2 separate regions of the Mus musculus genome follow, and region 1 is linked to region 2. The links are chromatin contacts, called in public HiChIP or PLAC-seq maps. All regions are on one chromosome and are shown on one strand. The core of a region is the stretch at or near the end of the contact, and the rest is flanking DNA. Distances in the headings are between cores, read along the strand shown. Region 1 overlaps Shisal1 (shisa like 1). Region 2 overlaps Parvb (parvin, beta).

Region 1 (3,769 bases), core at 744-3,243, 120 kb before region 2:
GAGCAACAGGGCTGAGGAACTGAGCCTCTAGCTCCGTCTGCCTCTGGAGTTTGAGACTTTGCTACCAGACTCCGTTCCCTCTGGAGAAGGTGCCTCTTTCCTTTGGGTGGGCAGGAGATGCAGACTCTCTGACTATCATCCAAGCCTCTCCTCCTCCCACCCCGGCCAGCTCCTGAGAGCTCCTTTCTCAGCTGCACGGAGCTTCCCCTGAATATCCTGCCATCTGCTTGGGCCTCTGAATAATCCTGTGTGTGAAGTGGCTCAGCAAGCCCCGTCCATCATAGCAGGGGCTGGAACCAAGCCTGGAATTTGGCCTAAGCCTTTTGTGAGACCAGGGGCTGTTTCCATGATGGGGGAAGGGTAGTGCCAGGACTGGGGTTGAGACTCAGCGTGCTACAGGTGCCCTGGAAAAGCCAGGCAGAGGCTGGGCCCCCCACAAATAGACTTCCTCGAGGTCTGGCACCTGGGGTCTGGGAGCCTCCCTTAGAAGCCCACAGGTTTCTATAATCTGCTCCCACAGGGTTTCCCACAAAGCAGGCACAGGGGCCTGGCTGTTGCTGCTGGCTGCCAATACCCAGGGCCTTCCCCCAGAGGGAGTGGGAATGGTGATGCTCTGAAGCTTCGTTGAGTTTTTAATCCTTGGCTTTCGGAAGCACTCCAGGCGGGACAAGGCATCTGTGAGTCTCTGTGCTGTCTATCCTGCCGTGCTGGTCACAGGGACTCACAGCCACAGCTAGCTGGTTTGACACAGGAGAACAGTGGGGAATCTCAGACATCCTAGGGCTCTGGAGACCCCACCTTAGGAACTCTGGAGAGTCTTCTGGCAGAGGCAGACCTTAGAGGGAGGCTCAGGAAGGCACTCTGATGTTAGGGTCTGGTCCTCCTTCACTGTGAGATCACCTGGGCCTGGGCGGGACTATTCCAGCCTCTACCTGTCAGATGTAAGGACCAACCCACACCCACCCCGCTGACACCAGTGTCCCTTGACAGATGTGGGGCCTGCTGACCTAGGGCATCTTCCTTTGTAAGCAAGCGTCTAGCCATCTTCCTGATACTCCCTCTCCGTAGGGTGATACAGCTGGGCCCTGCTGTCTCACCACCAAGCCAGCACTCCTTCTAAGGGAGCCGAGGCAGCCAGACCTAGAAGTGAAGTCGGAATGAGTAACTCTGGGCAGACTCCTTGCAGAGGAGGAGTGGACATGGATGAGACTGGGTTAGGCCTGGCCTCCCAGGTGGGACAGGGCTTCCTAGACAAGGTCAGGGGGTGGGGTGGTGTGGGGGGTTCTCAACCAAGGGCGGGGCCTCCCAGCCAGGGGCAAGGCTTCTCAGCCAGGGGCGGGGCTTCCCAGCCAGAGGCAGGAACTCCCAATTGGTTGGGATAGGAATTCTATCCTGAAAGCTGTAAGCGGCATTTGTATCATAGAGCAAGCTATTGGGACGAGGACCCTGGGGACCTGATCAGTCCACAAAAGCCAGAATGTGGCTTGGGAGGGAATCAAGCCACACAGAGGGGCAGTGGGAGCCTTCTGTCCAGTTTCCAGGCTCAGGGGCTTTGTGGAGAGAACCCAGGCCCAGGGACCTATAGCAGGGGTTGGCTTCCAGGTGGACTCAGTTATAGAGAGGTGACAAGAGGTGAATCTTTGGGAGTCAGAAGTCGGGATGACAGCCTGAAATGTGGCCAAAGAAAGTCACTGTTACTGTAGGGTAGACTCACCGTATGGAGACAACTTGTGGATTCACTACCATTTAGGACCTTTGCCATACCAAAGTCACAGCCACCCTGACTCACTCAGCCTCAGACTCTCTGGGAGGGAGAAGAGAGGGACCAAAAACATGTGGATGAGGTTCCCTTGTCCTGGACCCCAGCAAGTTGGCAAGGGTTGAGGCTGGGGACACAGACACCCTTGATCTGTCATTCAGCCACAGGGCAGGAGGCTGGGCCTTGTCTGAAGCCAGGGAAGTTGCCCCATCTCCTGAGGCTGGAGATCCAGAATCTCAGGCCCCGCCCAATGGTTCAAGCCAGTGTGACACCCCGCCCCCCAAGAGGCTCCTCCTCCTCCACCGCAGTGAGTCAGCAGGAGGTGGGCTGGTGACCTGGTCTTATTTATTTGTGTGTTTTGGATGAACAGAGTGTTGTGTGGTGATTCCAGCTGCCTGGCAAGAAGGCAAGCCACTGAACGCGAAAAGGAGGCTGCTTTGCCAATTCCACCACCGCAGCAAGATGCCTGCTTCCAGCCCAGCAGGCAGCCAGGGGCCAAAGGAGGGCCAGCCAGGCACCCTACACCCCTCCTAGACTGGTCTTGTCCCTGACAAGTCAGGGGGGAACCTTTGCTCAGAGCCACAGGAGAAAGCAATCAGCTTTCTCTGTGTGTCTCTCTGTCTCTCTGTGTCTCTCTGTCTCTCTTGTGCTTGCATGCATGCTCTCTCTGTCTCTCTGTCTCACTCTATCTCTGTTTCTCTGTCTCTCTATCTCTCTTGTGCTTGCATGCATGCTCTCTCTCTGTCTCTCTGTCTCACCCTGTCTCTGTTTCTCTGTCTCTCTATCTCTCTTGTGCTTGCATGCATGCTCTCTCTCTCTCTGTCTCACTCTATCTCTGTTTCTCTGTCTCTCTATCTCTCTTGTGCTTGCATGTATGCTCTCTCTGTCTCACTCTGTTTCTGTTTCTCTGTCTCTCTGTCTCTCTTGTGCTTGCATGCATGCTCTCTCTCTCTCTCTCTCTCTCTCTCTCTGTCTCACTCACTCTGTCTGTCTCTCTGTCTCTCTCTTGTGCCTACCTGTATGCTCTCTCTGTGTGTCTCTCTGTCTCTCTCTTTCTTTCTCTCTCTCCCGAGGCAGGATGCCAGGCGATGGCTAGGAAAGAGGGCCTGCAGGTGTGGAGATTGGTCTCCAGAAAAAACAGAGCAGTTGGCTCTCCTGGGCCTGAATCTGGGCGGACCACTAGGTCGAACTGGGTCTGTGTTCAACACGCTGCCTCTTGACCCTGTGGTCCTGCTCTTTGGTTAAGCCTATTAGCAGCTAGGCCCAAAGAGACAGCAGCTCACCCCACTGGAACATCCCTTGACAAGGAAAATAACATTGTTTTTTATACAAGTGAGCTCCACCTCCCAGGTTACTAAACACAAGACCTGTGCCACCTATGACTGCACCAGCCGACCTCTTCCTGGAAGTGTAACTTTAGGCATGGTTTCCTGCTTGTCCGTGCCTAGACCTATTGAGGATGTCCTCAGTGATTTTTATTTGTGATTGTTTAGATACAGGGTCTCATTCTGTAGCCCAGGCTAGCCATGAACTCAAGATTCTTGTTCCTTAGTCTCCCGAGTGCTGGGGATCACAGGTGTGCACCACCACACCTGGCTTCCTCTGTGATCACAGGTGTGCACCACCACACCTGGCTTCCTCTGTGATCACAGGTGTGCACCACCACACCTGGCTTCCTCTGTGATCACAGGTGTGCACCACCACACCTGGCTTCCTCTGTGATCACAGGTATGCACCACCACACCTGGCTTCCTCTGTGATCACAGGTGTGCACCACCACACCTGGCTTCCTCTGTGCTTCACACGAGCCTGCCCTCATTGGTTTCTTCTCATCTGTTCTGTTTTGTTTGTGACGGAGTCCCATGTAGCCCAGGCTAGCTACCAACTCTCTATGTGGCCAAGGATGACTTTGAAGGCCTAATCGTCCTGCCTCTACCTTCCAAAAGCTGAGATTAGAGGCATGTGTCACCATCTTTTATGCAGTACTGTGGATAAAACCTAGGGCTTCAT
Region 2 (3,660 bases), core at 452-2,951:
GTCTTCAGCTTATCTGTCAGCCCACTCTCCATGCCTGATGGATTCTGTTCCAGTCAGCTGTGGAAAGGCCATACTGAATACACAGTCAGTCTTAGCGTCTCTGTGAACAGAATTGGTGAGCTAGCTGACACCGTCCATGTTTTAAACACTGAAACCGGTTTCTTCAGAAGGATCAGAGGTGTCGAGTTCCTCCGGTCCATCCTGGGGTACCGTGGGCCCTCACACATGGTACACTATCTGGTTGGCTATTAGGATCAAGTTTCTCTAGGCTTTTGAAAAGTATGGCTTGCTCAAAGAGACCAGAGGACTCAACAGTGTCCACCTTAGGACAGTTCTGACTGATCACATGGTAGCTCCCTCTAAGAGAGCAACTGTTGATAGACAAGGGGAGAGGAAAACTAGAAAACAAGCAGGACTTGACTGGCCAGTGTGAGCGTGAGTCTCGGTGGCTATCCTGAGCTAACACACCTGGCACCCTGACATTCCTTTAATTTTTTTTTAATTGTGTATAATGTATATGGTGTGTGTGTGTGTGTGTGTGTGCGTGTTGTATGTGTGTGTTGTATGTGTGTGTGTGTGTGAGTTGTATTTTTGAGGCAGGGTCTCTCACTGAACCTGAGACACACTGATTTGGGTAGAAAGACTAACCAATGGGCTTCAGAGATCCACCCGTCTCTGCCACCCCCATGATGGAGTTATAGATACATAACCCTGTCCCTGAATTGTGTGTGTGTGAGTGTGTGTGTGTGTGTGTGTGTGCGCGCGCGCGTGTTTAACATAGGTGCTGAGTATCGGGTCCCTCATGCTCACACAGTGAGCACTTCACTGACTAACCCATCCCTTCAGTTCACCTCCTAAAATAAGGAATGAGAGACTCTCTTTGAGGTGAGAGACGGACATGGGAAGCCCAAGAGGGACTGTGTGGAGAAAGAAGGCAGGCAAGTCACTCCACAAAAAAAGCACACACTAAGACTAAAGAGTATGGAGGAATGAACACAGGCTCCCCCAGGCTAGTGTCCCGGGCTGAAGCCAGGGCCTTGGGCCTGAGGCCTTGCATGAGGCATGGGTCCCTGAGGTACAGAACCCTGAGGAGCGGCTGCCATCCACTTACTCTGTGGTCGTGGTCAGCTCCTCTGAGATGTGGCTGGAGTGCAGCAAGCCTTCTCGCTTCTGAAAACCCCAAAGCAAACAAATCATCAAGACAGACAGACCACGGAGCAGGGGCAACACAGAGGACAAACACTGATCTCATGGGAAATCCCTTCATGGTGACCCTGGGCAGGACGCCAGCCTAGAAAGGGAGAACCATGTGCCCCAGTGCACACTTCACGCCTGGACGGGTATACTCCAGACGACACGAGGGACTACCCTCACATTGTTCTCCGTGGTACCCTGGGATATGGTCACTAAGCAAAGCTTGGGAGAAACATTCCAGGCAAGAAACACCAACTAGAGACCATATTCTGCGGTTGAGGCAGGAGAGATGGGTAGTTCATGAGTCATGTGGGGTGGGGGTGGGGGGACAGGACTCCAGAGAAAGAACATGTGGGCACTTGCTCAAACGGGATCCCCCAAACATGTCTACCCAGGATGTTGGAACCTGCTTTTCCTTCTCGGCTTCCAATACTAGTTAAGAATGGCCACATAGTGGTGAGCTCTGCAGCTGGGGTGAGTGGGATACCCCAAAAGGAAAAAGTAGAAACAGAGAGGGCCGTGGCAGTGCACGAACATGGACACTGAACACAGCCAGCCTTGGCAGAAACAGAACAGGGTAAAGAGAGCTGCTTTCCTAAAGTCCGGAAGTGCTGGGAGGAGAAATCCACCCGCCATTGGAAGCTCCAGTTAGTAGTGGTCCTTCATCCCGGCAACTCTGGCAGGCACACGGGGCAGTGGTAGGACAGCAGAGATGATGGCAGATAGCAGCCCGCATACACTGGAAGTTCCCAGAGGCCAGCCAAAGTAGCCATAACCGCAGGTCCCTGCTTGAAGCTCCTGAGGGACAGGAACCTGAGTCCTATCCAGGCAGCCCTCTCACCCTTCCCTGAGCTGGCTCTAGGGATCTTGTAGACTGGTCCTGGTGAACAAGTAAATGCAACTGGGGACGTCATATGGCTCATCCCAGTCTCATTCTGACTGGCACTCAACAGAGCCTGCCAAGGAAGACTCTGGGTATTGGGTTCGCTTATTTGCATAGGCATGAATGAGGTGCCTGTTGGTTGCCGGGCTTTGGTAAACTGGGAACCGGATAATTGAAAGGTTAGCAACATCACTCCGAGTCTGTAGGCCGATCACCGCAGCCATGAGAAATCCTTCCATTGCTGGGGGGGGGGGCGGGGGGGGGCTAAGCAAGGCTTGGGGTGGGGGTGGGGGGGTAAGCAAGGCTTGGATCTCATGCCTTCCAGCCTCGCATGGCCTCATTTCAAATAAGTTGGTGGGCCACCCGAGCGAGCGAACGAGCGAGCGAGCACACAGACAGTCTGGAGGACCTCAGGAGAGGCAGTAGACACTGGGAGGCTGAGAGGCTGCCATCCAGTTGAATCTCCTTGCCCAGTTTCTTTTCCTTTGGACTCAATGCAGACAACCCCGGAATCCCAGTCAAGGCGCAGCAAGCTGGAGGGGGCTTGCAAGGGCAGTCAGATTTTCCAAAAAACCCCCAGCTTGTCTTGGACCAGTGTGCAAGACTGAAAGAAAATACCCAGATGGTGAGCCCGCTCAGTACTCTTGAGGCCTGGACTGACGTAGGTAGGTTTAGGAACCGTTTTCCCATGTGTCCTTGGGAAGACTTTCCCGGCCCGCTGCCTAGGAGCCAGCAGCCAAGTCTAGGGCCGCAGGAATGGTCCCCCTGAGTTTGCGTCACTCTCGCTGACCACAAATATCCTGATGGGGAAGGAAGCAGGGAGAAATGGCAGGTGACCTTCCGCTTAATGTCAGACACGGGGCTTTCCCGGCAGGGTACCACTAAGCTCCCAGGGCAGTAGAGAGGTCGGAATGGCTTCAGAAAACACAGGCTCAGCCAGGTCCCAGTGGACCACAGACCACAAAACAGATAAGTTAAAAATCCAGAGAACAGAGTGTAGCTGAATGTCTCCAGACACATAAACACCGACATACAGGTCCCAAGTGTGACCTCAGCCCTTTGGCAGATAAGGTGTCTCTTCCAGGCCAAAACTGGTTATCCTCACCCAGGGTCCCCAGCAGTTCAGGCAAATGTCTGGCACCCAGTAGGTGCTTAATACGTGGTTCCTGGTAAAATTGTGCACAGGAACCAAACCCGGCCAGCACCTGTGTGCTTGAACACTAAAACACAAGACAGTCCTCACAGCAGATCCATGCCTGTCCCCCACTCCCCCGTTAGCAGGACCCCAGGTCCTGGCTCCCTTCTCTGAGTAAATCAAGAGAAATGAACCTAAAAAAAGAAATAATGGAGGATGATGGCTTATAATACGGAGCAAATGTGGAGAGCCTTTAATTTGGGCGTCTATTTCATTCTGCCGGTCACAGCCTCCTCCAGTGAGTAATAAGCACGTTCAAGGGGATTGAATTCCGACTCGGTGGCTTTGGGAAGAAATGAACGCTCTCTCCAGAAATCTGGGAAATTAAACCTCAACGCCCGTGTGCCGCTCTCAAAATCAACGCCATTGTCCCTGCTCCAATCATTTC

Evidence for each region. HiChIP or PLAC-seq counts read pairs in DNA pulled down with a chosen protein or histone mark.
Region 1: an HNF4G HiChIP or PLAC-seq map of pancreatic cancer cells shows a contact between it and region 2. The contact joins two enhancer-like sites. A contact is called at or near these places in 2 of 15 datasets of contacts at CTCF or cohesin (large pre-B cells and pro-B cells), 5 of 484 Hi-C or Micro-C datasets (the HL-1 cell line, the N1E-115 cell line, forebrain and 2 more), 4 of 115 datasets of contacts at active chromatin or transcription factors (acute myeloid leukemia, embryonic basal ganglia, embryonic midbrain and 1 more) and 1 of 9 other capture datasets (embryonic stem cells).

The regions. Positions count from the first base shown.
Region 1 is chr15:84,410,900-84,414,668 of GRCm38.p6, reverse strand. All of the region lies in intron 3 of Shisal1 (shisa like 1), which reads left to right. Among named protein-coding and RNA genes, the nearest start is that of Gm46527, 18 kb to the left of the region's middle. Within about 2 kb of position 1,993, at least 130 of the 459 cell types and tissues checked have an H3K27ac peak or open chromatin away from gene starts, as enhancers often do. A contact at or near this core is called in the N1E-115 cell line and pancreatic cancer cells, where this site is marked.
Region 2 is chr15:84,293,067-84,296,726 of GRCm38.p6, reverse strand. Parvb (parvin, beta) reads right to left here. Exons shown (of 13, transcript NM_133167.3): 7 at 1,112-1,170. Among named protein-coding and RNA genes, the nearest start is that of Gm22890, 28 kb to the left of the region's middle. Within about 2 kb of position 1,701, at least 15 of the 459 cell types and tissues checked have an H3K27ac peak or open chromatin away from gene starts, as enhancers often do. A contact at or near this core is called in the N1E-115 cell line and pancreatic cancer cells, where this site is marked.